Linked DNA regions of Mus musculus: all the other regions are linked to region 1. A link is a contact called in public Hi-C and promoter capture Hi-C data. All regions are on one chromosome and are shown on one strand. Each heading gives the region's core, a stretch centred on a gene start, on an enhancer-like site or on the middle of the called end of the contact. The rest is flanking DNA. Distances are from core to core; before and after follow the strand shown. Region 1 holds the start of Mul1 (mitochondrial ubiquitin ligase activator of NFKB 1). Region 2 holds the start of Sh2d5 (SH2 domain containing 5). Region 3 holds the start of Hp1bp3 (heterochromatin protein 1, binding protein 3).

Region 1 (3,027 bases), core at 244-2,743:
AAAAAGTGTCGTGTTGCTGGAGTTCCAGGCAGAGCTGTGCCACGGTACCCATAAGAGCCAGCCTCAGCCACCAGTCCTCAACAAGCCAACTACAAAAGCTAAATTAACAGCGACAAGCCAGTGAGGGCGAAGACCCCTGGGGGCTCCGCTCCACCCCAGCTTTATCTCTGGGTCCTAACACAAAAGCAAGGGCCTTTCACATCTTTACCTTATTACTTTTTATTATATGGGTGGTTTTGCCTGCATGCATGTCTGTGTATCACATACATGCCTGGTACCCAATAGAGGCCAAAAGATCACCTGGGACTGGAGACAAAAATAAAACAGAGACGGAAATGTGCCGTCTGAGCTGTTAAGTGCAACCCTCAAATGAGAATGTAGTTTTAAAGTAACTATAATATACAAAGAAATGACTGTAGAAACCTGGAGCGGAGCGGTTAAATAGATGAGCCTTTAAGTTCTCTGTTCTCCAAATGAGCCTCTAAGTTTGCTGTTCTTCACGTTGGAATCACCCCTGCCTTACATATCTTCACATCCTCCATCTCCGACCCAAGTATCACCTTGTTTAAAATGGCGACGCCCCCCTGTCAATGGCCATAATCTAGAATCACTTGGAAAGAGTGTCTCAACAAGGAACTGTCTATATTGAGTCAGCCTGTGTAGGCATAGCTGTTTAGACACTGTCCTGATAGCTCTAACTGAAGGGGGGAAACTCGCTGTTGTGTTGTGACTGACACCATTCTCTAGGTCTGGGCTCTGGACTGTTTAATAGTTGTTTCTCTCGACTCAGACGTGATTTGCAGCTGACTCAAGTTCCTGGCCTGGACTTCCCCGCGATGATGAATGGTAACCTGAAACTACAAACGAAATAACCCTTCTCCCTCTCCTAAGCTGCTTTCTGTCAGATATTTTACTATAGCAAAAGGAACGGAACTCTCCGTTTCCCTATCTTTCCGCTTTTCTCTGCCCTACTCCAACCCGATTCTCGCCCTATCACACGATCCAATTACGTGTAGGCGTGTGGTTGACCTAGAATGCACTGTGCACCAGGACAATGGCCTGTTTTTCTCACTACCTGGTGCCCAGCAGGTTTTCGAGAAACAGTTTTACAGCACTGCAATAACGTCCAGTGACACTGAGGGTCACTGGGGGGGGGCAGCCTCGCTGCAGCAGGTGCCCGGGATCCCCTCTGGCTGCGCGTCGTCTGGGGCCCTGTGGCTCCCCGGTGCGCCCCGGCGCGAGCTGCCAGTGAGACCGGGCTGCCCACCCCACCCCCCGCACTGACCTTGAGTTCCTGCGCGACCTGGGCCTTCTGCCGGTATATGGAGTACAGTACGGCGGTGACCATCGAACTGGTGCCCAGCAGGATGACCTGGCCGAGCGACGGTCGCGAACCGCTCTCCATGGCGACCCCAAGCCGCACCAGCCGCCTCGAAATCACCTGCGACCCCTACGCAGCCGCGCAGCCCTTCCCGGAACCCGTCGCCCGTCGATGACGTAAAAACCGGAAGTGGAGGACGGGGGTGGAGCAAAGACGTTGCCTAGGTGGTTGCGACGTTACTGCGGCCTCCTGGGAAACCGGTGGGGCTGGCTGTGGTCACGTGGGAGCTCTCCCTCCGGGTTTCTAGACGTTCTTGCTCCGTTATTGTTAAATGACATCTAATTTATCCTATGAGAGCGTGCCTTGGTGCACCTATAGAGGGCAGGACTCGATCTGAGCGTCCCGGTTTCTCCTACTTTATGGGTCCTTGGGATGGAACTCAAGTTCTTAGCCATGGTGGCAAAGCACCTTTACTCACTGGTCTGTTTCTCCAGCCCTTGCTGGATTATTTGATGTCGCCGCCGTCAGATGGGGAGCTGAGTAAAACGCGTGTTCAGCACCAAGAAGTGTTAGGCTTTAAGCTATCGGAGAACCTTGAAACCTGGCTTTTAAAGATGAAGAAACTAGCCCGGCGTGGTGACGCACACCTTTAATCCCAGCACTTGGGAGGCAGAGGCAGGCGGATTTCTGAGTTCGAGGCCAGCCTGGTCTACAAAGTAAGTTCCAGGACAATACAGAGAAACCCTGTCTCGAAAAACCAAAAAAGAAGAAGAAGGAGGAAGAGGAAGAAGAAGAAGAGAAGAAAGAAGAAGAAAAAAGAAACTGGGGCCAGAGGGGATGGAGAACATGGTCGGAGCCATACTGCAAAGGAGAGCTGGAGAAAAATTAGTCCAGCTTCAAAGCCCTCAACCACTACACCAGTTGAATTGATTCTACACCAGTTGAATCGCGAAAATAGCTCTTAATCTACTGCCACGCCACCCCCAAAACAGCATACTGCTTATTTAATAATAACAGCAAATATTTTTATTGAGTGACTATTATATGCCTTGTACTGTAGTTCGTATTTCTTAGGCCTGGCCTGTGTTTCACTCCACTATCTAGGGACCAAACCCAGGGTTTCAAGTGTTCTTCCACTTAGCTCCGTCCCAGTCACTCCAGACCAGCATTTGATGCATTCAACCACTGCCACAGTAGAGTTTCAGGAGAGGAAACTGAGGCTTCGGTTAAGAAATACACACAGTCCAGCACTCAGGAAGCAGAGGAAGGCAGACCTCTGAGTTCAAGGCCAGCCTGGTCTACAGAACGAGTTCTAGTACAGTTGGGACTACACAGAGAAGCCTTGTCTCAAAAAAACAAGTGGTGGGGAGAATATAAATACACTCAGACCTTTAACTAAAAATGATAATGGGCTTCAACCCAGGTGACCTTTGGAGAACTCGTCCAACTCCTCTCAGACATCAGAGTCGCCGCAAGTCTTAGCCAGCACATCTGCCTGCAAAGCCTGGGTTCTCCTTGCAGTGTCCTATAGGTTATCCTTTAAATTCCTCAAAATAGACCTAATGATATTCATTGGAGTGCTTTTTAAATAACAAAAGAATAAAAATGATCTAATTCCAATAGTCAGTTGGTTGAATAAAATTTGAAACGTTTGTTGAGGCAGGAAAAACGTTGGGACAGGAAAAAGAAGCACGTTTCTCAGCAAT
Region 2 (3,188 bases), core at 372-2,871, 180 kb after region 1:
GTCCCGACGGCACATCTGTTGTTTATATAAAGCAGACCACAGTCTTGCCACGTGCCGCCTGCCCCTTCCCAGCAGGGGGACGCAGCTCCCCCGGAGGCAGTGAAGTGCTTCTTCACTTTCTAATCACCAAGGCAGGCAGAAGAGAACAAGGAAGCAGAGACCACAAGACTCATAGCCGGCAATGAGACCCGTAAGGAAGCGGGATGGAACGAATGAAAAGAAAAGCAATCACGAAAGAGACAAAGAGAGCTGACGAGAGCCCTTCACACCCCTGCCTGCGCCTGGCAAGCACAGGGTAAAGAGCCAAGGGTCAGCAAAGCTCACACTCACACACACACAGACACCAGCTTGCCCAGTCCTCTGTGGGGGAAAGGGGCATATAGAAGCGGGGGGGGGGGGGGGGGGAGAGAAGGCGGGTGGACAGCATCCTCCAAGCACCTGGCCGTCGTCCCCAGCCTCCTTATATTTAGCCTCCCCAGAAACAGGAACTGTGTGCCCCTCTTCCAGTCTGATCCTGCCTTAGACCAAGGAGGTCACCAGGGTTCATTGAAACCCTGAAAACGACCACACACCCAACTCATCTCTTTGAACCAAAAAAAAAGTTTCCCACAGGGGTTTGTCTGCTGCGGCCAGGTCATACCTACAGAGGCACATACGGGCTTCTATTTTCCAGAGGGCGGGGGGGGGTGTTCTCCTTAGGAGCAGGAGACTGGCTATGTTAACTCTATACTTCACGTCCAATCACAGGGCCCTGTGCACCATAAAACTCAACAATCTATCCATTCAGGGTACTTGGGAGACTCCCAAGCCTGCAGACCCCAGCTACTGGACTAAAGGCACACATCACAGGATGGAGAGCTGGCAAACCCAGGACTCTCTGCCGAGGCTAGGCAGTACCCTTCTGCTTACAGTCTATGGGGCCCCCAAGCAGGCATCCATCCTTGGTATACACTGGGTCTGTATCTGTGCAGAAGTAGCCAGTAGTAGCCTCATAGCTGCAACAACTCAGGCGCTAGGTATGGAACTGTTTAGAAAGGCTGGGCTCCCAGCCCAGCACACTTCTGCTACCATCTCCACAGGCCCTGGACCCGCGCAACAAGGGACTGGACTGGGGTTCAGCAGGTTTGGCTGATGTGACCTTGGCCTGCCAGCTTCCAGTTCCTCAGTTGTGAAGGGGACCGCGAAGGCAGCCACCTCCTGGGTCTGTTCATCAGCCTCTGTTCTTCCCGAAATCTATCTGGTCGCGGGGAGTACACAAGGCTGGATAGGGAAGACGCGGAAAGGATCGCGAGCGGAGGTGCGGAGCGCGTGCGAGCGCAGACAGCGATCTCGCAAGCGTCACCATCCCCACGCAGCGCTAGGTTCTCGGAGGGGCACAGGTGCCCCGGCGCCAGAAAGGGAGGTATGGTGACGGGGACTGAGGTGATGGCAACTGCCGGCGGAGGGAAGTGGGGGTGCGGCTCGCTCTGGGAAGACCCTCCCGGCTTCGGCCCAGCCCCCGGAGGGTTCCCAGGAGCACTCACCACCGCTACCGCGCCTCCTGGCAGGTCTCACAGCTCCGTTTCCCGCAGCTTCTGCTCCTACCCAGCGCGGGGCCCGCCCCACCCCCGCACACGCCCCCGCCCCCGCGCCGCGCGCCCCCCACGTGGCCCTGGGATCCGACCCCTTGGGCATCACCTGGCCGCGGCGCCGGCCTCACCAGCCAATCGGAGCCGCTCCGCTCCGCCGTGCCGCCCAATCAGAGGCTGCGAGGGTACCTGGCTCCGCCCACGCTGCGACCTGGGTTGGCTCCTCCTTGTCGCTCTTCCTCCACGAAGCTGTCCAGACTCGGTGAGCTCAGGGCCTCGCTACTCGTCTGCTCCTCGGGGCAGACCTAGCTACTCCACTAGGTCTGCACGGTCGCTCAATGACCTTGCAGACCCACCCCTTCACACGCAAATGGCAGAGGACTTGGTGGCATGAATCCACTTACTGGGTGGAGATTGATTGGACCGCTCAGCTGGGGTCCAGCAGGAGTGGTGACTCTTGTCCTTCCGGCCTCACGGAAATCCACTTAGATGGGGAAATGGTGAGTGAATTTAGCCAGCGCGCGCACAGAGCCGAGAGGGCGAGCTCTTCTGATCCCATTAGGTGAGGAGCGCAGTAGGTGGCCCAAATAAATCGCAAATCCGAGCCAGGCAAGCGCGTGGTGTGTATTAAACCCGAAATCTGCAGAGAGAACGCATCAGAAACTGCCCGTGTGGCACACCGCAGAAATCCAGGACATAAGGGTTCAGACCCAGGGAGGGACACCAAGACAGATGACAGAGCCCGCGAGAAGGTGGACCTGAATCTGCAGCCTCAGGGGAGTTCCCAGGTGCAGTGCAGAGTGCGCAGGGCACGGCTCTGGGCATCCCTTGTCTCTGCAGAGCTCCTAACACCTTTCCAGAGGCAACAATAAGGTGTGATTGTTGCCCACAACCAGGCACTTCTCTCTCCCCAGTGGGACTTAGATTAACACTTTAATCATGTTAATCCTCCAGGGCCTCTCCCATAGCCATTACCACCCCTGACTCAGCCAGGTGAGAACTGGAAGGCCTGACAGGGACACTGACCTGGTAAGTGAAGGGTCAGTAAATACCGATGCTATTTTGAATTTCTTTTGTCTGTGACCTTTGGCAATTCCCCTGTGCAGAATGGTAAGGAATCTCCCTAACAGTCTCCAGGCCTGGACAGTGAAGGAGCAACGGGGGGGAGGGGGGGGGCAAGCTCAGTTCACCAAACGGGCAACTCAGGATACATAAAAACGAAAAGGCTCCCTCCTAACTCTTAAAAAGAAATATTTAAAGCTCCTTACTTCATCTTAGTTTATTTTATTTTTAAATAAAATGCACTTTTTATAGAATAAAATTTTACAATTTTATAAATTTAGATTTCTTTTTGATTGTGAGTATGATCCATTCCTTTTTTTTTCTTTCATTTTATTAATTTTTATCTGTATGTGTGTTTTGCCTGCTTTTATATCTGTGCACCACATGCATACCTGGTACCATTGCAAGCCACAAGGAGTCAGGTCCTCTGAAACTGCAGTTATGAGAGTTGTGAGCTGTCATACAAATGCTAGGAATGGAGCCTAGGTCCTCCGGAAGGGCAACCAGTACTCTTAACCACGTGAGACACTTCTCTACTCAGATTTATAAGTGTTTTGC
Region 3 (3,421 bases), core at 126-2,625, 220 kb after region 1:
TTATATGGCCTATGCTGAAGATAAAATTGAAGATAAAATAAAAATTAAAAACTTCAAACGATTTCCTAATAGCTTCTAGGCCCTTCTGGCTAAGATCAAATGCAGAATGACTCTCTAGACACATTTCACGTCTAAGATGCTTGCGTATGAGGTCCAGGTCTAATAAGACTCGTTCTCCAAAGCAACGGGCAGTCGGAGAAGGGCAGTAAAGCAGCCTGGGGGAGAAGTCATGAGCACTTCTGGCTGTGAAGGAGGGTTTAGCTCAAGGGCGTTAAGGAAAACTGCCTGCTTAAGTCTGGATCGACTCGGGCCTAGGCTTAAGACGGCTGCCACTGACAATCCTGCGCCGGCCTGGGGAGCGCGGCGGAGGCCGGGGGAGGTGTAGGCTCGCGGGGGACACAGAAGCGCAAGGCCGTCGGGGTAGCGGCGGCGGCGACAGCAGCGAAGCGACAGCGCCCAGAGGCTGAGCATCGCCCGGAGGAGCAGCGAAGACAAAGGCGGGAGCGAGCGGCTGCGCGACAGAGAGCCGTGGCGGTGACAGCGCAGGGCTAGCGGGAGTGGGGAGTAAGATGGGCGCGGGACTGCTGAGGGCGGCGGCGGAGGTACCGCGCAGAGACCACGCCGCGCTCCTGGCTGCGGGGACCCGGCGGCGACCAGCGGCGACCGGCGTGGCCTCAGCTCTGCACACTCACCACTGGGGACTCCGTAATGGCGGCCACGGCGGCGGCGGGGGCGGAGAAGCCGGGAGGGCGGGCCCGCCGCAGCCACTCACTAGTGCCGGCATCTTTCGAACCGGGCTTGAAGACAAGTTGACAGTAGGCCGAGGGGAGGAGGGCGCGGCGGAAGTCGGGCCACAGGCCTCGGAGCATGCGCAAGCCCGCAGCCAATAGGGCTCCGCGGCGCACGCCGGAGCATGCGCACTGAGACAAGCACGGAGGGGGGGTGGGCCCGACCCGAGAAGAGCTGCCCCTCCTCCCCAAGTCCAAACAAAACAAGGGCGGGAGCGCGCGCCGCGGGGCCCGAGTGGCCCGCGCGCCAGGGGCAGGGGCCGGGTGGCGGGCGCGACGCGAGAGGGCGCAGCGGCCGCGGCGGACGGACAAAAGCCGCCGGCCTTCGGTGCCCGCGTCCCGCCTCTTGCGCCCGGGCAGCGGCGTCAGCGCCCAGGCCGGTGGCCCTCCGCTACTCACTCGCGCACGGAGCTCGCGCCCACTCCCTGCGCGCCGGGTCCGGGTCCATCCCGCGTTACCTCTGAGCTCCGGCGCCCGCGTTCCCGTACGGCCTCTCGGCGTTGCCGCGGACCACCGATCGCCGACTCGCGACACCGCTGTCCTCCAGGCCGGGCACCGAGCTCTGCCGCCCCGCCCCCCTGCCCGCGGCCTCACGCGCGCGCCCCCGCGCCGGCCCCGCCCCCGCGCGCGCCCGCCAAGTGGGTCCCCGGGCGGGCGCGCAGGGGCGCGACAGGGCGCTCGTGGGGGAGGTGGGGGGGAACGGCGGACGACGGGAGGCAGAGCGTGGCTGGGAGCGCTAGCTTCCTGGCTGCGTCCTGCGTGCTCGGCGCAGTCTCTGTCTCCGACCCCGAGTCCTTCGGGTTTGGGGTTCCAGCCTCCCTTTAGCCCTGGAAGACGGTGCTAGACAACAACAGCCACTTCCTGAGTCCACAGGGAATTGGCAGTGTAGTGAGCAAGGACTGGTCATACACGGCCTGGAAGATGCGTGAGCCGGGCTGCCCCCAGCTTCTTGATTTGCATGCACAGACAGCTTCCCCACCCCCAGCACCCAAAAGAAACCACGGAATTAGAAGGGAGTCGCCTTTTATTTGGCACTTTACGTTGAGATCTGCCTATTCATGTAATGTGCACACCACCGCCTTTGAAAATTGTAGTTCTTGGGGCTGAAGAAGTAGTTTAGTTGTTAGTATGTGTCTAGTCTGAAGAAAGCCCTGGGTGCCATCGCCAGCACCTAGAGCCCAGTGTGATGACGCAGACTCAATAGGTGGCATCAAGAGGATCGAAATTTCAAGGCCATTTTGGGTAGGTAACCAACCTGAGGCCAGCTTGGAATGCACGAGAGCCTGTGTAAAGAAGGAAAAGGAAATGAAGGATTGCAGGTGTAGTTCTTCAAAGCCACTTTGGAAAAATTCAATGTACCTCAAGTAGCCGGAGTCTTGTGGGTATCGGCCTGGTACATGCATGGCACCGCAACTGCAGGTCAATCAAAGCGCTTATTACGGAAACCAATTAGACACACTTTCAGTCCTCTCCACCTGCCAGAGTGGCTGAAACTCCAAGGGTTCTAAGAAGATTAAATAAATCACCCCACCAAAAATTCCTCCCTGGTGAGCGTCTGTACTAGTGACATCACCCATTCCCCTGAACACTGGGATCATGGGCAATCTCTTCAAAGGGATTTATGGGGAGGATCTGAGAGGATTTGGAGAGGAGGGGACCTGATCAAGTATGTCATATGAAAAAAAAATTAAATATTAAAAAGGGATTTTGGTCTTTTTGAAGAATTCTGTTTTAAAACCATCTTTTAATTTTTTATATGTGTGTGTACCTGTTTGTATGTGTTCCGGGTGTGTGCAGATGTCTAAGGATTGTCTGCACTCCTGGGAATTGAGTTAGTAGGTTGTAAGCTGTCTGATGTGGGTGCTGGGAACCAAACCGAGATCCTCTACAAGAGCAAGGGACCTCAGCCACGGAGACACCTGTCCCCATCCCACTTTTATGTATTGGCATAATTGGGAACTTGCTACATTTGGTGTGTGTCCTTGTTTGAGACAGGATCTCTCTATGTAGTTTTGCCTGTTGACATTTCATCTAGGCTATGTCCCACAGTTACCTGGCAATAGCCAGGTGTGTCTAACTCACTAAAAAAGGCGCTTCTTTGCCCCCTCCTCGATCTCTTGCTCTTGCTCTGACCTCTCACCCCTTGCCCCTCCCTCTCCACATGGTCATAACCTGCCCCCCCCTCTTTCTCTGCCTTCCAACTCCCCTCCCCATGCCCTGAATAAACCCTATTCTATACACTACATCCATCTATGGCTGGTCTCTCAGGGGGAAGGGATGCCTCAGCATGGGCCCACAGAGACACCCCCTTATCTCACATTATACCTGGCCTCTATCAAACATATCCCTGGTTTCTCTATTTTTATAAAATACAACATTGCCTGGCCTGGAGCTTACTATGTAGATCAGAGTGGCCTCAAAGTCACATTTTTAAGTCCTACCTCATGCAAGATGAGCCCAATAAGAATTGAGAGACATACAGAGTTTTGCCTAAGATTTAAGAACAAACAAACAAACAAACAACTCTTATGTAGAAGAAAGCAAAATGATAGGACAAAAATTTCAAGAACATAAAACCAAGTTCTTGCCAAAACCTGAGTGTCATACGTTTCAAGAAAATACTTGGAACCTGG

What was found. Hi-C and Micro-C count contacts between places; a contact is called where the count stands out from the background. Capture Hi-C pulls out chosen DNA fragments and counts their contacts.
Region 2: a contact with region 1 is called in a Hi-C map of cortical neurons, with 2.6 times the contacts expected there. The contact joins the promoter of Sh2d5 here to the promoter of Mul1 in region 1. A contact is called at or near these places in 9 of 39 promoter capture datasets (the 3T3-L1 cell line, 3T3-L1-derived adipocytes, embryonic stem cells and 5 more), 5 of 484 Hi-C or Micro-C datasets (cerebral cortex, cortical neurons, embryonic stem cells and 1 more), 3 of 115 datasets of contacts at active chromatin or transcription factors (bone marrow-derived macrophages, embryonic forebrain and embryonic stem cells) and 2 of 9 other capture datasets (adipose tissue and pancreatic islet).
Region 3: a promoter capture Hi-C map of pancreatic islet shows a contact between it and region 1. The contact joins the promoter of Hp1bp3 here to the promoter of Mul1 in region 1. A contact is called at or near these places in 4 of 39 promoter capture datasets (the 3T3-L1 cell line, embryonic stem cells, hippocampal neurons and 1 more), 1 of 15 datasets of contacts at CTCF or cohesin (the NIH/3T3 cell line), 3 of 484 Hi-C or Micro-C datasets (CD4 T cells, effector CD8 T cells and erythroblasts), 5 of 115 datasets of contacts at active chromatin or transcription factors (bone marrow-derived macrophages, intestinal villus epithelium, large pre-B cells and 2 more) and 2 of 9 other capture datasets (adipose tissue and pancreatic islet).

Annotation. Positions count from the first base shown.
Region 1 is chr4:138,433,138-138,436,164 of GRCm38.p6, reverse strand. It overlaps Mul1 (mitochondrial ubiquitin ligase activator of NFKB 1), which reads right to left and starts at 1,493. Exons shown (of 4, transcript NM_026689.3): 1 at 1,286-1,493. The coding sequence starts at 1,405.
Region 2 is chr4:138,248,844-138,252,031 of GRCm38.p6, reverse strand. It overlaps Sh2d5 (SH2 domain containing 5), which reads right to left and starts at 1,621. Exons shown (of 10, transcript NM_001099631.1): 1 at 1,524-1,621.
Region 3 is chr4:138,214,566-138,217,986 of GRCm38.p6, reverse strand. Hp1bp3 (heterochromatin protein 1, binding protein 3) reads right to left here and starts at 1,375. Exons shown (of 13, transcript NM_010470.3): 1 at 1,247-1,375.